3 separate regions of the Mus musculus genome follow, and regions 1 and 3 are each linked to region 2. Evidence: chromatin contacts called from public HiChIP or PLAC-seq data. All regions are on one chromosome and are shown on one strand. The core of a region is the stretch at or near the end of the contact, and the rest is flanking DNA. Distances in the headings are between cores, read along the strand shown.

Region 1 (3,116 bases), core at 138-2,637, 250 kb after region 2:
GCTACCAACACTGGACTTTCCGAGAACCAGTTCTGCCTCCTTCTTCAGCAAAGGCTTTTCTGGTCACCCTGTTCCAGGGGAGAATCAGACGCTGCTTCGTCTGGGGTCCCAGGAGATTCTCAAAGCTCTGTGCTCAGGCTTTGCTCTGTGCTTTCATTCCTGTGACTGTGTCCTTATCAGATGATGAATCTCCCAAGGGCCCATAGCCTAGGGCTGTAGTGTAAACAAAATGACTAGTGCAGGGTTCTTAACAAATGGAATAAATATTAATAAACAGAAGCTAGTGGCTACAAGAAGACAAGAGGTGGCAGATATGAGCAGGTCGTTGAGGGACTTGGGATGTGCCTCAGCAGGTAGAGCACTTGCCTACTATGTGCAAATCCCTGGGTTCAATTCCCAGCACCACAAAAAATAAAATGGGGTCTTATATAGAGACCTGTAATTGCAGTACATTGGAGGTGGAGGCAGGAGAATCATAAACTCAACGTCAGCCTTAGATGACCCTACCTTTGCCCCCTCCCAAAAAGAAGGGTAAAAATCACCTGAGCAGGTAATTAAGATATTGTTGTAGCTTGTCAAAAGACCCTCACTCACAAAGACCACAGAGACTGCCATCATTGCAAAATGCATGAGGTTTTTACTTACCCAACATGTTGGGGGACCAAGAGAGACCCAGAACAAAGAAAGAACACAGTTTTTATACCTTTGTGAGGGCCGGATATAGGCACCAAGGTAGTTTGGCTTATTTTAATTGGTGTAGCCAGTAACCTTTTTAGACACTGGTTGGTTTGTATAGGGTGACTCTCATTTTGTCTGTCCTTGTGGCTCTTAGTGTGAGACGGGGCAGGGGAATTGTTAATCTTGTTTTTGACCGTTAAAACTATGTTTCTATATTTGTTTAGTGAGCCAGCTTTTTAAAAATCTGGTTCTGTACTTGGCCTGCTAGTACAGTTTGGAAAGTCCTTTTGAAGGGGGAAGGTATTGGGTAGTCTTTAATTTATTTTGGCGATTACACATTGGCAGCTCAAGGTGAGCTTGTCTCCTGGAGCGTGCGCTGAAGTGAAGACAGGGTGGCGAGTGGTAAGTTCAAGGCCAGGGGTGGATGAACAGTAAAGCTGCTTCTGGCCGCTGACGTCAGCCTTCACAGTTTACACAGAGCAGAGAAGCCAGCAATGATGAACCCCAGCAAAGTGCCAAGCACAGCAGGTTTGCTGACAAAAGCCTGGAATAATTGCTTCAGCCTCATTGCTAAGAAAATAAGCTGTGAGTCCAGGATAATTCTAGTAAGACATTGGCATTCAGGGATTAATTGTTTAGGTAGTAATGACTGCGGCAGCCCAAACTAATGAGAACTGAAAGGTTTCCAATTTGAATAGCATGAGGCAAATGAGCTTTGCCAGGCTGAGTGGGACAGGACCAGAGACTAGTTTTTGTGGGAGGTGGGGGATGGTTGACCTAAACACTGATTGGTCAAAAAAGTGAGAAAGCGGGTTTTTGTTTTGTTTTGTTTTGTTTTGTTTTTTGTGGGTTTTGTTTTTTTTGTTTTTGGAAGAACAGCTTGGGAAGACTATGAACAGCTCATGCAGCTGCCTCAGGAAAACTCTTGATTGATTGTTGCAAGCCTGGCTGAGTTTCTTACCAGAGGCCCTGGGCAGCTCTAAGCCAACAAGGCCCAAATGAGTCATCTGCTTGCTGGGAGAGGAGCCCACTCAGGGCCTGGAGTCAGACCCTCCCTGCTCTCCTAAGCCCTGACCTTCACCAGTCACCTTCCTGTCTGCAAAATCCAGCCGGATGGGATGGCAGCACTCACTTTGCCAACCCCTGTGGTGGGTTGTAGTAGCAAAAGAGACTCTGTCTGGCCCACTGCTCAGCAATCAGGATCACTAGTCAGTATGGGAAGCGAGATAGGAATTCATACATCACCCATTTCTGGTCCTCTTATTTGCCTTCATTCGTTCCAAACAGGACTCTGACCAACCTGCTCGTGTTTTTCTGTAGCTTCTTCTAGAACGCTGAGCTGTGTGAATAATTGGAGCAGCAGGCAAAGATTCAGAATCAAAAAAGAGACCCGCTCTGGGCTCAGGAGGTGGTTCAGTGGGTACAGCGCTTGCTGGGCTCGCTTGAGGACCCGAGTTCAGCCACTGGCGTTGCCATAAAAGGTCATGTGCAGCATCGTGCACCTGTAGTTCCAGCACTGGGAGGCAGGAATCAGACACACACACACACACACACACACACACACACACACACACACACTCAAGCAGGGGTTGGGGTGCAGAGCTTGATGGCCTGTTAGCCTAGGAGATTAGTGAGCAGTTTCAGTCACAGGCTCTGTTTCAGAGACAATCGAGAGAGAGAGAGAGAGAGAGAGAGAGAGAGAGAGAGAGAGAGAGAGAGGCAGATGGAGAAAGAGAGGGAGATGAACAGAGAGGGAGAAAGAGAGAGAAAGAGAGAGAGAAATGAAGAGAGAGAGACAGAGACACGGAGACAGAAAAAGAGAGAGAGACAGAGAGACAGAGACAGACCTGGGATGGTTTGCTTGGGCCAGCTGGATCATAAGAGCCCGGGAAGAGACTTGGCCGCTGTTGTAAGGGAGCCTGAGAAGACTGAACTTAGGTTTTGCCTCGCTCCAGGGAACTAAAAGTACTGCAGATCACAGGATGGAGGAGAGGTGGGGCGAAGACAACAGAGCAGCATATTCTGTTATGAGGAATAGAGCTATGATGGGAGGTTGAAAGTGTCCTTGGAAGTTGGTCCCTGTAACAGTTATCTAATAGGAAACTCCTGGGTTCTTCACCTCTCTTCCAGCTATGGCACTTTGGCTATGAAATGTTCTTGGAGGGTCAGTGTTTGAATCTTGGTCCACAGGATAGCTGTGATGGTTTGTATATCCTTGGACCAGGGAGTGGCACCATCTGAAGGTGTGGCCTTGTTGGAATAGGTGTGACCTGGTTGGAATGGGTGTGCCACTGTGGGTGTGGGTATAGATCCTCACCCTAGTTGCCTAGAAGTCAGTCTTCCACTAGCAGCATTTGGATGAAGACATAGAACTCTCAGCAACAAAGTCTTCCATATTCCTACTAGGATGACCCATTAAGCCCCATTTAAAGCATTCC
Region 2 (3,016 bases), core at 76-2,575:
TTGAGAAAGGCAGCAGGCCACATGGGTGAGGGAGCTCAGGGGGCCTGATTATTATTCGGGGCTTCGTTTTGAAGACACAGGGGGAGGAGCTTTCTTAGTAGGGCCATAGTTTGAGTAGTTCTTTATTTTGATTGACAGGTTTAAGTTACATAAAGTGTGTGTTTGTTTATTGATTGTTACTACACATGCCCCTTTCCATATACATCTTTATCTTAATCTTAGCATTCTCAACCATGCACTGATGTGGCAAGGCAAATAGGAGATTCTCTCTGGAAGTTCTCTTGAGGACAGTTTGTCTTATTGCCCGTGTACCCAGATCCAATCTAGGCCAGATTGTCTTACCGGGACATAATGGAGCATGACTGAAAGGGTTTGTCTGTGTTTAACCATCAAGGGAAGAAAAAGCTCATTCCACTGTTCAGAGATGGCTGTACATGAAGCTCAGGATTAGGCAGGGTCCTGGATTACCAACAGATTGCTAGCCATGTTGTTTGGGGAGGTGTGTGTGTGTGTGTGTGTGTGTGTGTGTGTGTGTGTGTGTGTGTTATGTACAGGTAAGGGTCTCAGACTGCCAATTGCGTTATTAGGAGTGGGGTTTGTTCATAGCCCAGACCAAGCGGTGCTCCAGGTTGTGAAACTATTCTCTATGCTCACCTCAGAAGTTTCAACCACACATGGCCCCAGGCCTTCCTATAGGGCTGAGATAATATACAAGGTAAGGTCTGTCTGCTACTGCAGCTGACTTCCCCCAGATGATCAGTGACAGTCCTCACAAGTGTTTATTACAGAAGATTTCTGCATACAAGGAGGTAGACAGAGAAATGCATTCCTACTGAAGGAGGGAAAATGCCTGGTGATTATGTAAATGGGGCCAGCAGGGATTTGTTTTTGCTTTGTTTTCTTTTCTTTTCTTTTTTTTTCTTTTTCTTTTTCTCTGCCTGCCACACAGTAACAGATCTATTCAATTTGCATCCAGTTCTAGGTAGAATTTATTTCACTTGGATTGCACAGATATGCTAATTTGGTCATTCATCAGGACAATAAATGGCTTGTCATTTTGCCTAAGCCTCCCATTCCCCCTCCCATAGCATGGAAATCATTCTAAGCTTGGACAGCTGGCAAGTAATGTATAAATTAGGAGACCAAAGCTTCCACCAAGCACTCTGCCAGGAGATGGCAATGGTACTGTGAAGCAGGAGAGCAGACTCCAAGGCAGGCAAGTGACAATATCACCTACAGCCACACAGGCTATGGACGGGGACTTTGGACTAGGTCCCCAACAAACAAAAACCACACATGGTCCCTCTTATCAAATGTTAAATAACTAAAATGAGTGTTGGGTGTGGGAAGGCGGGAGAGCAAGTAAGGGATAGCACGACTTCCCTGGCCTCACATAGCCACGCCCCATCGCTCCTCCTTTGTTGAGTGAGGAACTGGCTGGACCTGGGGCTCACAGTGCTATTTCATTTGGACAAAGTCTTTTCAGTGCAGTGTGTTTTGCAAGCACCAGCAGGATTGAAATCTTATCAGTAGTGTTCCAGCTAATAGCATAGTCACCCTAAACATGTGTGATAATAAAAAAAGTGTGTGAGTGTGTGTGTGTGTGTGTGTGTGTGTGTGTGTGTACACCTGAGTGTAGGCTAGAAGAAGGTGTTGGATCCCTTGTTCCTGGAAGTACAAGTGGTTGTAAACCACCTTGTGTGGTTGCTGGAAACTAAGCCCAGATCATTTGGAGAAACTAAATGTGCTATGGTCCACAGAGCTGTCTCTCTGGGCCCCTGTTTCACCAACCATCCCTTGCTGAAATGTTCACTGGGCAAGAAATTCTTGAACATTGTCTCAAATGCAAACAAATCAATACATATGCTAGCTATCAAAAAATAGAAGGCTAATTATGCTATAACACACCATGTTTATGAACCTACAAAAGTCAGGATCTTTTTCAAACTAGGAGTATTTTTTGTACCTGGATGAACAATTGCTTACTGCACTGTCTACCTGAGATTACAGCCCAGTTCTAGTCTTTCTTCCCTTTGCCTTTTTCTTACAAATCTGTGTCTGATTCCATGAAGTTTCTGTACCCCACTAGAGGTGGCCAAGAGACTGTTATATAACTCATCAGAACTCTATGCTATCATGAGAGGTTGTTCTTAAGACCAGAGTACCAGAAGAAGTCACCTCAAAAGTGCCCACAACCCAGGAAAAGGATCTCTGTTCTTTTGTTTGGGTTCTAACGGACAGATCTTTGCATAGAGGTTGGCTTCTCCTTGTAGCCTTTAATACCCAAGGTCAAGAGAATGGGAGAGAACTCAGCTTCTGATTTCTTGATTTGATCAGTAGAGCAGAACTGGGTTTCTGACAAGGGGAGGTGCACATCTGGAGTGACAGAAATGGCCATGAGGTTGTGTTTAGCTTGTTCTATCAGGTTACATATAGGAAAGACTTCATGAGGTAATCACTGACCAACCATCCCTTGCTGAAATGTTCACTGGGCAAGAAACTCTTGAACATTGTCTCAAATGCAAACAAATCAATACATATGCTAGCTATCAAAAATTAGAAGGCTAATTATGCTATAACACACCATGTTTATGAACCTACAAAAGACAGGATCTTTTTCAAACTAGGAGTATTTTTTAAGTACACCTTAGACTTAAATCCTGAGTGCTCGTTATTTCCTATCATGTCGGTCCCATTTTTAATTTATTTTTCTTTTTTAGTACAAACAAGCATCTCATTCCTCTTCTTGCATTTGTTTTACATATTTTACTCACCAATCTATGGTTTTATTTACTAGATGCCCAGCATGCACTAGGGACCCTGCTTATTCCTTGAAAACATCATAAGTAGACACAGACCTGTCTCCATGGGAACGTGGTAGATGCTGTCTCGGTCAAAAATTTTAAGAAACAGGCTTGAATCAAGCTTAATAATTAATGCACAGCATGGTTTGGGAAAGAGATGCTTGAGTTGGACTGGAAATATCTCGGAGATTGGACCTATGAACCAGCAAGCA
Region 3 (3,295 bases), core at 763-3,262, 240 kb after region 2:
TATATCAGGCTCCTGTCTGCAAGCTCTTGTTGGCCTCCACAATAGTGTCATCTATTTTGCAAGTGCACTTATTGTTTGAATACAAACATCAGCATCCTATTTATCTGTTAGCCAGCTTGTTCTTTGAGATCACCAGTTTTCAACCTGTGGGTCATGACCCTTTAGGGATCAAAGGACCTTTTTTCACTGGGGTTGCCTAAGACCATTGGAAAATACAGATATTTACATTACAATGTACAACAGTTACAAAGTAGCAACAAAATAATGTTATGGTTGGTGGGGCGGCGGGGTCACCATGATGTGAGGAACTGAGTCAAAGGGTCGCCGCATTAGGAAGATTGGGAACCACTGCTCTAGATTTGATTTGATTTTTTTAAAATCAAGTTAAAATCAACCCAGACTCTGCTTGGCTTTCCTAAACCTGGGCACCTTCTTTTCTGCTGTATTTTACTGTGTTCTTATCCTAAGTGCCCAACCGGGTCACAGACTTGGGTGTCTTGTCATCAGAGTTTATATCTCTTGCAGTGTGGGCCCTGTGACACCAACACATGTGACTTTTTGTCATCAAGACAGATGTTGTCATGTACAAAGTTCATACTGTCAACAGTGAGGTAGAGTGTTGTGTGTGTGTGTTTTGTTTTGTTTTGTTTTGTTTTAGTCTCACGATGCTTCAAGCAAGTTTACAATTTTGTGCTGCTTGACTGTGTTTGTAGATATCCTGGAGACGTGTGTGAGGGTCCAGGAAGGAGCCACAGCCTCATACCAATGGCTTCAGCTCAGTCTATCTGACCACTCAGTGTAGAAGCAGCCAAAGAACTAAAACTCACTATTCCCAGTTCTTGGGCTTTCGTGGCAGAGACTAAATAAACCATGGAACTTATTCCCTGCAAGCCCAAAGCCTTTAGGAGCTGTCCTTCAGGACCCTGTGGGTGGCCTCAGAGCCTGCCCCGGCACGGGGTTGGCAGTGCTCTGTGGCAGCTACTGACTAGACTGGTCTCTGCCTATCTGCGCTGCTGCTGTTGCTGCTGCTGCTGCTGCTGGCATTCAGACAAACAAGTGTTGTGCTGTGTGTATTCCTAATCTCTATTTTAATGTCTCCAACAATCTACTGGTTAATTAGCAATTTGCTGCCCACAAATATGCAAATGAGTGACAAGCCTAGGTTCTCTGCATCTGTAATTATTCTGCTGATGTACAATCCACTTTCTTCCCCCTGTAGGTTTTTCTATGTGTGTGTGTTCGTGCATCAGGGATTTCATTATTTTTAGAAGCGTGCTCTGTGCATCTTTATGCTTTAATAAAAGAGAGTTCAGTGATTACTGTATTTTGAAATATATATACTATATGCATGTCCCTCCTCAATTCCAAATTCATCTGTCGGATTCTTTTTTTCTTAAAGAACAGTGAGTTTAGATTTATCAAGAGGCTACAGTCCAAATTGCAGAGAGTCAGAGCATAAGACTGAAAGATACACATTTCTGCGGCTGCCAAATTCTTATCTTGAATCAGTATCTTGTAGTATTTGATTTTCTCCAGGCAGCTCCGTGAGTAGAGCCACAAGCTGACGACCCCATCTGCCTGTTGGAGCACAAAGCTTTCCTGTTTGGAGGTGGAAATGTTTTATATTTTTTTCCTTTTTTGGATGGGGGTTTTGTTCAGGGCACTAAGAAAGGCTCTCATGTTAAATTAAGTCAATTAATAAATGGAGACACATTAAGCAATCAATTTTGTCAGCCTATCTCCCCAGCATTATGTATGGTTGGCTGTAATCACAAGATAAATGCAGTGTGCTGATCTATGGTAATGTTCAATAATACATTCTCCGCCAGGCTCAATTCATCAGGGAGTTTCAGTAGGGGAGGTATTTGTTATTGGCTGTCTCTGAACCTCAAGGATAACATTTCTGTCCTTTTGATTGGCTGCCTCGCTGCTGCAAGATTCTAACCGTCTTATTTTGATGATGAATATGAAGGCGCGCTAAGCCGGGCTGGAACGGAGAGTCTCCGAGGCTGTGCTCCATTCAGAGCCCAAGGACTTACAGCTTCCTCCGCTGCCTTCCTGTGTCAACAACCCCCCAAAAGTTGTGATGCTTTTCTTTACACAGTGCTTTGGGGCTGTGTTGGATCTCATTCACCTCCGGTTTCAGCACTACAAGGCTAAACGGGTTTTCTCTGCTGCTGGGCAACTTGTCTGTGTGGTCAACCCCACGCACAACCTAAAGGTGAGTCGCTTCCTCTCGTGCTTTCTGCCATCTCCGCGGGGGCTCTAGCCTTTTCTCAGGAGACTTCTATCAGGGAGCTCATGCAGGCAGTTTGCTGGTGCTAGGATCCCGGGGTCTCAGGGGATGCTTGCCTCATGCTCGCTCTCTGGATAGCTTGGTGCTGTTACTGTGACTGTGTGGTGTTTTCTGGACTGGCAAGCAACCAGAAGAGCAGGCATATAGTGTCTTCCTCACACGGTCCTCCGAGGGGAGTCAGGGGAGTCGGGGGTGGAGGGGCAGAGGGGGCAGGGGGAGGGGCAAAAGGGAGGGTGAAGGGAAGAGAAGGGTAGAGGTGTCCTTACCTCCCTCCCAAGCATTTGTGGGCCAGTGCCGAGGAGAACAAAAAAAATCTGAAAAGTTACCCAAATTGCTGTCTGTCCCGCCGGTCAGTGCAATGCAAGGATTTGGCTGTGCAGAAGTAGCTTCAGGACTGGGGAGCTCTGATACAGGACCCGGGAGTTGGCAAGGGGCCGTTTCTGCAAGAGTTAGCCCTTGTCCTCAAACTGTGTCAAAGTGTGTGTGTGTGTGTGTGTGTGTGTGTGTGTGTGTGTGTGTGTGTGAGAGAGAGAGAGAGAGAGAGAGAGAGAGAGAGAGAGAGAGAGAGAGACTGTCTGTCTGTGTCTGTCTGTCTGTCTGTCTGAGTTGCTGGGAGGAGTTTAGCTCCTTTCCCTCCTGCCAAGGAGATGTGAGCCTCCTCTGAGAGCAGTCAGAGGAGGGCTTCGCTTCAATTGTGTAATAATGAAACCAGCTAGGAGCTGCAGCGGCTGCCTGGAGCCTGCAGGCGGCTGGCTGCTGAGCTGCCTGCCAGTGGCTGCCTCACCTGCTCGCTCGGTGCTGCTTTCACCGTGTTCATCCCTTCACGTCAATGTTCTAAGCCAAAATGCAGGGCCAGAAGGACCTCTCCATGTCAGGGTGCAGATGAGGAAATTAATGAAGAGACACTGCCTAGGGATGCCGGGGAGGTGGGGAGTGGGGAAAGGGCATGCTGGGACAGCGCAACTGAACTCCCTGGAGGTGGAATGGTCTGAAAATCAA

What was found. HiChIP or PLAC-seq counts read pairs in DNA pulled down with a chosen protein or histone mark.
Region 1: an H3K4me3 HiChIP or PLAC-seq map of embryonic basal ganglia shows a contact between it and region 2, with 2.4 times the contacts expected there. The contact joins two enhancer-like sites. A contact is called at or near these places in 3 of 39 promoter capture datasets (liver and stem cell-derived epiblast-like cells) and 2 of 115 datasets of contacts at active chromatin or transcription factors (embryonic basal ganglia and embryonic forebrain).
Region 3: an H3K4me3 HiChIP or PLAC-seq map of embryonic forebrain shows a contact between it and region 2, with 3 times the contacts expected there. The contact joins the promoter of Siah3 here to the enhancer-like site in region 2. A contact is called at or near these places in 5 of 39 promoter capture datasets (cranial neural crest, embryonic stem cells, frontonasal cranial neural crest and 1 more), 3 of 484 Hi-C or Micro-C datasets (nephron progenitors and neural progenitor cells) and 5 of 115 datasets of contacts at active chromatin or transcription factors (SST interneurons, VIP interneurons, embryonic basal ganglia and 2 more).

What each region holds. Positions count from the first base shown.
Region 1 is chr14:75,472,019-75,475,134 of GRCm38.p6, forward strand. All of the region lies in intron 1 of Siah3 (siah E3 ubiquitin protein ligase family member 3), which reads left to right. Among named protein-coding and RNA genes, the nearest start is that of Gm41212, 16 kb to the left of the region's middle. Within about 2 kb of position 1,388, at least 49 of the 459 cell types and tissues checked have an H3K27ac peak or open chromatin away from gene starts, as enhancers often do. A contact at or near this core is called in embryonic basal ganglia and embryonic forebrain, where this site is marked.
Region 2 is chr14:75,218,351-75,221,366 of GRCm38.p6, forward strand. All of the region lies in intron 14 of Lcp1 (lymphocyte cytosolic protein 1), which reads left to right. Among named protein-coding and RNA genes, the nearest start is that of Cpb2, 22 kb to the right of the region's middle. Within about 2 kb of position 1,326, at least 18 of the 459 cell types and tissues checked have an H3K27ac peak or open chromatin away from gene starts, as enhancers often do. A contact at or near this core is called in VIP interneurons, embryonic basal ganglia and embryonic forebrain, where this site is marked.
Region 3 is chr14:75,453,970-75,457,264 of GRCm38.p6, forward strand. Siah3 (siah E3 ubiquitin protein ligase family member 3) reads left to right here and starts at 2,013. Exons shown (of 2, transcript NM_001128093.1): 1 at 2,013-2,221. The coding sequence starts at 2,087. It overlaps Gm41212 (a long non-coding RNA gene), which reads right to left. Exons shown (of 2, transcript XR_874827.2): 1 at 2,623-3,295.